Regions from separate parts of the Arachis hypogaea genome. Here region 1 is linked to region 2. The links are chromatin contacts, called in public Hi-C maps. All regions are on one chromosome and are shown on one strand. The core of a region is the stretch at or near the end of the contact, and the rest is flanking DNA. Distances in the headings are between cores, read along the strand shown. Region 1 holds the start of LOC112783942 (leucine-rich repeat receptor protein kinase HPCA1). Region 2 has its middle 4.5 kb from the start of LOC140182673.

Region 1 (4,898 bases), core at 651-3,150, 120 kb after region 2:
ACAGAACATAATAAATTCACATGTAATACACAAAAATGTTATTATCATACATGTATATAGACCAAGCTATTAGGCGTACAGCAAATTATATTTCATATTAAATACCGTTACTAATATGGATGTAGATAAATGCCAAGATATGCATTTTTAATTTTCTTTTATAGAAATAAGATGGATATAAGTTAAATATTATAATAGGGCTTTAATGTGAGTAAATAACTAAATAATCATGGTTTTCTTTGTCATATATATAAAACTGTGAATGATATGTAAGTAGGATTTAATTAGCATATATTCACGTAATGCAGCTTGAAACAGAGTGAGGGCATCTTCTTGAATTTTTGTAGTTCCGTATCTTAAAGGACAAGATTTAGAAGGGAACTTTCTAAGTGAATCTGATTCTCCTTTTTAAAAGAAACATTAAAATAAGACAGATAGATTGATACAAAACTACTGATGAATACAGAAGATGACTCAACCCTAAGAGTCAAGTCATCCACTAAGACATTACCAGTGGGAGTTACAACCTGAATTTTGGGAGCAGCATCAATATCAAAATAATAACAAAATCATAATGACAAGTTCAGGTGTATAGATGGTTCATTGAAATCACTTGCCTTGACACCAGAGAATTCAATGTAGTTAGCTTCACTTATGAAACTTCTACTTCCTCTGCTTTGGAGTGAAGATTTCTCATTCTCCAGGCTTAGCTCCCTTGATGCAGCCATTAACTCATGAATGCGATAAGCATAACCACTATAAAATATATAGTTTACTTAGAATATATAGGCTTGAACTTTGCAAGGATTTGTATATAACATATGCCTACATACCAAGAATAAAAACCGATATCAACTTCAAAAAAGGATAAATGATAGATTTAATATACCTGAGTCGATTGAGCCGTTTTGCACTAATAAAAAGAGTTTCCAGTGACTGAAATAGGGAAACAATAACACTAGTATGATATCTTAGATTGCTTAGCATCTCTGCACCCCTAAAGTTGAACTGTCAGACCTTAGATGGCCAGAAAAGAAAGGCTCAATTATCAGAATAATAGCAACTGTAGCACCAAGATACTTCAATAAAAAGTCCTGAATCATGACAAACCACCAATGGTCATGTAGGACACTACTCAAATGCCTAACCAAGGTCTTAAACTTCTGTTGAATATGGGCTTTTTCTCTCATCTCTCCACCATAAAATGCTATAATTTTCAAGTGAGTCCTCAATCGCGAGTGAAGCTCTCGATAGTCTCCTTCCAGTTGCTGCTCTCTGGACATTAGTTTGCCATGAGCCAACGTCATCAAAATCAATATCAAACTATGAAAGTTAAAAACTATAGAAAGCAATGGCCTACCATGAATTTTAAGTCAAAAAAGCTTCAATTGCAGAAAATAATTCATCAAAATTAGAGTAAACCTGCAGATTCAAACAAAGCACAAAAGTAGAGTATGATAAACCTAAATTTGGCACAGAAAAATTGAGCCCTAAAATTTATCACGAAGAACAGAATCACAAAATCAGGATATATATATATATACCTAAAATTTAATATGGTTACAAGAAGAACTGAGAGAACGAGTTGAGATTAAATGGAAGAGGAGCCAGAGGGAGCAGATGCGATGAGAGCGGCGGCAGAGAGAGCTCTGCGACGATGGGAGTAGATGCGACAAGAGCAGCGGCGGAGGGATCTCGTGCGACGCAAGGGATGACAGAGAGAGATTGTGCGACGCAATGGCGGCAGCGGTGGAAGAAGCAGAAGTAGCAGCCACGGAGAGAAGAAGTAGCTTGTGCTACGGAGAGAAGAAGAAGAAGCCGTGTTTCATTTAGAAGAAGCTGGAAGAAGCTCGTGTTTCATTTGGTCTTAATTCAATATTTCCGACGAAAAATTTTAAATTACAGACGGATTTTTCGTCAATAATAATTTAATAGAATACCGCGTTTCGTCTATTTAATTATAGACGGATTTTTTGTCTGTAATCATTTCCCACGAAAAAAATTAATTTTACCGACAGAATTATCGACGAATTTTATTTTTTGTCTGTAATTTATGCTAATTCATTGTTTTTGTTTTTCGACAAAAAAATCCCTCTGAAATTCTGTCTGTATTTTCGTGGGATAAAATCCGTCGGAAATATCCGTCTGTAATAACTAGTTTTCTAGTAGTGTGTGAGTGAGACAATTAATTATGAGTGACAAGGGTAAAGAAATTAAAATTTATTATTTGATGAGGTAAAAATAATTAGAACACGAATTAAACACTAATCTTAAAGGTTTTGACCTAAATTTGGGCCAACGGGCTAAATCGAGTGAACCGGGCCCAAGTGGACCCAAGCCCACCTATATAAGGCTTCAACTAAAGCCATTTAAGCATCTTTCATCCCACTTTCATTGTGTTCCATGCTGAAATGAGAAGAGAGTGAGGAAGAATAACACAAACCCTAACTCCATAAACTTCAATCCTCCGTAACTTTTGATCCGGAGCACCGATTGACAAGCCGTTTGTAGTCACGTAAAGCCCAGACCATCCTCTTCAATTTTAATTGAACAAAGTGGTGAGTAATTCGAAATCCATACTCCAGTTCTCTTCCCTAACATAATTCGCATTTTTGGCTTTGGGGTATTGAGTTTTTCATGGTTTTAATGGTTTAGGAGTGCTCTAGTATGAGCTATATCTGGATTTCAATAATTTTTATGGGTTAAGGTAAGAAACCTCTAAATCCTTGTAGTTTTCAAATTTTATGAATCCTAAGTTGATATATGTGTGAATTGGTTACATTAGAATTGTTGGCTAATTTTGGTACACATTGGGAGCTTGAATTTGGCTTGCAGAGCTTTTGGGTGAACCTTGGTGGCTTGTTTGGAACTTGGGTATTGTTGGAGTGGAAAATCCAAGTGTTGGGTGTGAACTTGGGTATGGTTTAAGTTTTATTTAAATACTATGTAATGTGACATGAAGTCCTAGGCTAGATGAACCAAGGATATTGTTGAATTTTGGTGTGGTTGGTTGTTGTTAGTTTAATGTGAATGTTATGATACAATGTATGTTATTGATTGAATTTGTAGATGATTTACTATAATGATATTGTCAATAATCATGAATTGGGTATTGAAAGAGATTGGGCCAGAGGCTGTGAAGGGGTGAGACCGGATAAGTTTTGACGGTATGAAATAAGTGAATTGATGTAATTGTGAATGGTGTGATTATGATTATGATTATGATGGTGACAGTAAATTTAGAGTGATTAATGTTTGGAAATTGTGTTCAATATTTGAGGTGTGTTTGAATTGGAAAATTGTCGAGAAAGATAATTAATGGATGATATGGTGTTGTGTGGATTAGATATGGTTTGATTTGAGAATGGTATTGAAATATGGTTTTAGGTGTCAAATGCAAGGAGATTGAGAATTAATATAAAATTGAAAGTGCATAGTTTTTGGTAAGAAAATAGATTTTTAGCCAACTTCGGTGGGCCATAACTCGATCCTCAGGGTTGGAAATTTAACAAAAAAAGATTTTTATAAAATTTTATTCAACAATCTTTCCAATCAAGAATGGTTGAAAAATAATTTTTGTGAAAAAAGTTATGAGATTTCAAAGTTTGGGGTAAAAAACTGAATTTCTGCAATATAGCAGCTTTCTGAAAACTGATAAACATGCGTACATGGATGTGTCATGTGACGTGGGTATAGGGCTCTGCCCGGTACTTCGTGTACGTGGACGTGGGCTGTGTACGTGACTTTGGAAAATTTTGGACTCTCGCGTACGCGAGCCTATGTTGCTACCAACACCCCAGCATACGCAACTATAGTCCGCGTACGCACTATTGGCAATTCCGACACTCATGCGTACGCAGACAAGGCATGCGTATGCATTATCCCCAGTTTTGCTGAAATTATATTTTTAAAGCTTTCAACCATTCTTCTAGCCTTACAAACCTCTACAAGTTCTGTTATGAGTCTAGATCTGGTGAAATAGAGAGTAGAGAAGTCAGAAATGAGGATTTAGCATTGATTAGGATGAGTATGATAATGAGAGATAGTGATGATGATTGTTTTGATTACAAATGATGAGAATGATTTTGATATGGAGAGATGATGATGAATTAACTATGATTAAGTAAGATGAGAAGGGTTATGATAATGAGAGATGATGGAGATTGATTACGATTGAATATGATGAGAATGATAATGATGATGAGTGAAATGAACGATGAGTCTAAGTTATTGACAATTGGTGAACGATGACGGATTGCGGAGGTTGAGGATTCCCTCCGAGTTATACATTGTATACGTGAGTAAAGATTTTGGCGAGATTATGATGAGAAGTATTGCAGGCACCATATCTGGGACTGAATAGACGAGTTAAGGTCGAGGATTCTCTTTCTTGTTCTAGGTTTTGAAATGAGTACATACATGTGGAAAAGAGTGATATTGATATTGATGGAGATTGTCGAGTGAGAAACTAAATTAATGATGAAGTCTTATGAGTAGTAAACTGATTGAATATGAAATTGACTGAGGAAATGAATGAATAAGCGAGTTGAGGTAGAGGATTCTCTCTCTTGTATTGGAATTATGATTAAAGAGGCAATAAGATTTATGTTGTGAGGATGGTAGTGTTATCCCACTAACGAAAAGGCGAGTTGAGATTGAGGATTCTCTCACTTGCTGTGATAAATAGGTTAAGGTTGAGGATTCCCTTTCTTGTTGCAGTGGACAAGCTTGAGGTTGAGGATTCCCTTACTTGTCGCATCAGAGAGTTGGATAGAAGGTCAAGGATTCCCTTCGGTTTAATTCTATAATTATTAGTTCGAATTTTGGGTATGTTTATTTGTGTTGAATTAAAATGAGTTTCGAAATTGAAATAGCGAGGACGATGGTTGGATTCTGCT
Region 2 (5,114 bases), core at 1,157-3,656:
TATAGTCCAAATATAAGACCTGATTTCAGAATAGCCTTCAAATTCCAAAGGGACTATACAATTTTAGCAACTACGGATTAGGAACTCAAAAATAGGTTGTACAGAATTTGGAAATATCTGGACAAGTGCTAATGTTTTATATGCATTTACACTCAGATGTATAACTTTTGTTATATCCGTGTTCTCTCTTGCAGAAAGCACAGCGCAGCTATCAAAAGGATAAAGCAAAGTTTGGGGAAACCAGAGAATCTCATGAATTGGATGACCAAGGTTGTAAGTATGAGTTTTTGTTTATTTATTTTCTGTATACATGTCTATTAATAATTAATTGGCTTAGTTTGATAGCATTCTGTAGGTATCCCAGAATTAACTCCATAAATAAAAGATAAGGAAATAAAAACTGTTGAACATTTGCAATTTCTTGTATAATCAATCAACTATCTGTGGTAGATTGAGGAGACATAGTCCTCTGTAGATAATAAATAAAAGACCAAATTAACTATCCTTCAAGAATTAAGAGTACTGTGTTGTGTTTCAAGAAACTTCCTAGATAATGTCGAAAATTAGATATGTTTTCATGTCACACCAAGATTAATGAAATGGAAAAATTAGTCGAATAACTATTAACCTTTTTTCCCCTTAGAGAAATTTGGAACTGCTTTGCCTTTTCTCATACTGTGTATCGTTATTTGTTCTCAGTTGAGATTTAAACAAAAAATACATTTTTGCTGCTGTTAAGCATCGATAAAATATCCACTTAGCTTTATATACTCAACTCATGTAACTATGCATTGCGAGTTTCAAGCGTATTTTGTCATGCAATTCTATTTTATGCATACCTGAAGTTGACTGCATAATTTGCAGAATGGCAGTTTGATGACAGTCCAGGTTACTACTACGATAAAACAAATGGATTTTGCAATGATCCAAAATCAGGGTTTTACTATTCTGATGCTATAGGTTTGGGCCTTATTCTTCTCCTTCTCTCATTTTACTATATGAAGTAATATTATATTGATTATTTGATTTCGTCTGTGATTAAGTGACATTACACACTATATCTATAAGTCAATATCGTAGATTATTTAAAACGAAAGGGTGTCGTCTGCAATATCGCCTTCAATGTAATTTACCCTATTAGTTATGGATGGGATCTTTACTCAAGGAAATTTCAACAGGGAAGTGGGTGACTCAAGAAGAAGCATATGCCTCACCTCAGTTTTCGTCAAATGCTAGGATAAGTGGACCAAATTCAAACTCTTTGTCAACTTCACAATCAAAATCAGTTGAAAAGAAAACTGAAAATAAATCTCAAAATGAACTTTCACCGGGGCAAGTTGTTAGTTCTTCTTTGAATCCCAGAAAAAATGTGAAAGATGCCTATTCATCTCTTACTGTCGGCAAGAGAAAGAGAGCTGAAGAGAAGTCCAAAGCCAAAGTTATCTCTGAAGAAGAGAAAGCAGCTCTTAAGGCAAGAGAAGCTGAAAAGAGTAGAAGAGAGGGAGAAATCCTTGTTTGGTTTATACAGTAAACCTTACTAAGTTTGGAAAATTACGTTAACACCCTTCTTCTTCACCCTAAATTTTGTGGGTTATACTTCCTTTGCCTTGTTCTGTTAAAGTAGATGTTGTAATTCTCCCTGTGATTGCACCTTGTAAGATTAATATGTTCCATTTATTTTATACTTGTATATATTTTTTGGCCATTTTGCATGCATATTAACCTCGCTTATAATTTTTGACAATGATTAAATATCACATCACTAATGTGGTTTTCACATGCATTTGAGCATACTACAGTGTACATCATGACAATATAACAAGATTTGTTTCGGCTCATATAACTTAAACCAGTATCTATATATCTTTTTAATATTATCTTTTATTCCATTTTTAGAGGAGAGAGAAAATAAAAAATAAATATTTTTTAAATTTTTTAAATAATTGATACGTAAAAGTGAATATTTAAATTAAATAACAATAAATCTTTAAAAAAGTTCACTAAAAATTGAAAATTAAAGAATAATTAGCATTTCTAAACTTAAAATTAGCATGAAAATAAATTTTCGTATCCGTTTGAAATTATTTAATTTAATGGATCAATACGTTCTGGTTGTTATCGAGCCGTGATATAATATTTTAAAGAAAATGAAAAATAAATCTTTTATCTTTCATCTACAAATGAATTTTTTAACTTTTGTAAATAGGGATATATGGATTTCTGTGTACTGAATTCAAACCATCTGATAGAAAAATCTGTGTCTTCTATTTATTTAAGTCAGATATTTACTTGTATTTTAGTTTGACAAGAGATTTATTTGTCTTCTATTTTTATTTTTATACTATAGAATCTAACGTAAATCACGCTCATTTCATGTGTCACGCGCCAATCAATAATCAATCTATCCTTTTCGCTATATATATATATATATATATATACTCACCTAATGCTCAATCAAAAACCCACGTCAATACATTAGATAGACTTTTCGGATTCTTTTTCTAAACTCAAATAAAAAAAATCTTTAATTTAAAAAAAATTATTCTATCTTTAATTTCCATAATCCAATTTTTTCTGAAGAGAAGTTCGCTCAACACTCAAACTTCATGTATAACAAGTGTAATAACCCGTACCATACACGTGATAAAATTAAAATTATAATTTTAAATTATTCTATTAAAATTAATTTAAATTATAATAATTTAATTAATAAATAAATAATATGATGTGTATTGTTCATGTTTTTTAAATATAATATTAAATATATTAACTCGAATGTAGCTATTAAGTATATAAAAATTATGTTTGAATTATGAATTCTCTAAATAAAATTATGCCGTTTAAAATATTTAAATTATGATTTCAATCATAAATTATAATTATGATTTAAAAAAATTTCTTTGATATAATATTACATTTTTTTTTCCATTTTACTATTAATATATTGATATTGCAAGTCTAAATTACAGTATTTTACTTAATTTTGACTGAAAAAGAAAATAGTTACGTATTTCTATCATTTAATTTATTTAATACACCATGTGCTAACACTAACGGTATTTTTTTAAAAAAAATATATTGATAAAAATAGATATAATATAATTACAAATATAACATAAATAAATAAAATATATAAATAAATGCAAAACCAATATGTTTACCAATGTCTTTGTTAAATTTTATAAATTAGAGAATAAATTATGTATTCGGCTGCTCGGTGATCACATAAATGATCAAGTAATTAGATTGTAAATTGATCTCATAGTGTACATCTTATTTTTTCTCATTTTTGAATGAAAGTGAGAATTACGAAAGTAAGTAGTAATACATAAAGAAAAAAAATTGCAACACAACACATAATTATTACCAAAAGAAATATTCATATTAAAATATTAAAATTTTACATACTGCAAATCATGAAGATCATCAATCATAATGTACTGATCACTTTTCTCTATTTTTGACCATGATATAAGTTTTTCTTTTCCCGTCAAGAGTCTAATAACATTTAATTGAACAAAAAATAATTGAATTAAAAGTAACAAATTAAGAATAAATGAGTGAATAATATAAGAAATTATAACTTCGTACGTATATAAAATAAAGAAAATTGACTGATTTATTTTATGTTAAACGATAAAATTAACAATAGTATATTAATAAAAGGATATCCTTTAAAAAAAGTCACAATACAATTTCAAATATTTTCATAAATAAACTGTTAAAATTTTTGTTGTCAATAAAATGATGCTATTATACAATTTTTTGGCAAAATTGAAAATCAAAAGGAAAATAATTGTGTGTGAGTTAATATAAATTAATTACGTACCAAATAAGTAGAATCATTCATTTGTTTGTTTCAATATATCAGTATGGGCAAGCAAATTAAAATGATTATCTGAAATTTTACGATCATCGACGGTGTGTACTATCGTGACTCCTTCTTAAAAGATATTTTGTATGTGTGTACAGTCAGAAGATATATTCCGCTTGATTTCTCAATCTCAAAATTTGAGAAGACATAGACCTTCCTTTCTACTAATTCATTCTCAAATATTTTTATCAAATAATTCTTGATTGAATAATAAATTTTATCATACTACAAAATAAATTAAATATAAAAGCTATTAGCATTTACAAAGCTATTAAAAAAAATTGTCTTTGACTTGTGAAATGGTGTACTTATAAAATTAACTTAAAATATGAACTACAAATATTTATAAGAATTAATTTTGATGCACTGACGGTGTAAAGTAGTTTTACACATGCATCTAATTACGTAATGACACATCAATAAAAATAAATACCTTTCACATTGACCGTGTGAGTGGTCATCCAAAAAAACGTATGTGATTGCACAACTGTGTTACACTATCAGTGCATCGAAATTAAACTCTATTTATAAATTGAACTTAGCATTACTTGAAAAAATTTAGTAAATGAATAAATTAATCTTATCATCTATTAGAACTATTTCTATGTAAGCCGTCTTACTCTTGTCAAACTTGGATGAGACTTTCTATAGCCTTATAATTTTTGTCTTTATTTTTCATATTTTCTCTTCGTATAATCTATTATAGGTGATATTATTGATAGAATCGTAGTCAATAGTCATTAGGTATGGAAAAAAAATAGAATAAAGATTATATCAAAATTATAAATTTTTTAAATGATAACATGAAAGGAAATTTACTATTGCTTATTATATATACTAATATGTCAATAATTTTAAAAATATACTAATAATACGAATAGTCTAAGCATAATTGTACTACAGTTATAATAAATTTAGTTATTACTCTAAATAAATAAAATAAATAATATATTTGAAAACTAAAGAAAAAAAGATTAGCGGTAATTATGTTTAAAATGTTCGTATATTTTTTTTTTTTGTCATTCTTTCACCGCAATGTTAGATCAAGAAAACTCTAAATTTAAAATATAATAATAAATATGTCATGTGATGGAAAAATAATAAGCTAAAAAGAATATATATATATATATATATATATTGCTATAGGGAGTCGATACACAAAGATATGTTATCGTAATAAAATATCACACTATGAATAATTATATTTGTCAAGTAAATTTTTTTATACTCTATATCTATT

The links. A called contact is a pair of places that touch in the nucleus more often than the background predicts.
Region 1: a contact with region 2 is called in a Hi-C map of leaf, with 2.0 times the contacts expected there. The contact joins the promoter of LOC112783942 here to the enhancer-like site in region 2. A contact is called at or near these places in 3 of 8 Hi-C or Micro-C datasets (leaf and an unstated tissue).

Annotation. Positions count from the first base shown.
Region 1 is chr20:73,230,193-73,235,090 of arahy.Tifrunner.gnm2.J5K5, forward strand. LOC112783942 (leucine-rich repeat receptor protein kinase HPCA1) reads right to left here and starts at 1,901. Exons shown (of 13, transcript XR_011878514.1): 1 at 1,545-1,901; 2 at 1,361-1,422; 3 at 890-1,275; 4 at 618-756.
Region 2 is chr20:73,110,100-73,115,213 of arahy.Tifrunner.gnm2.J5K5, forward strand. It overlaps the pseudogene LOC112786824. Among protein-coding and RNA genes, the nearest start is that of LOC140182673, 4.5 kb to the left of the region's middle. Within about 2 kb of position 2,407, at least 1 of the 3 cell types and tissues checked has open chromatin away from gene starts, as enhancers often do.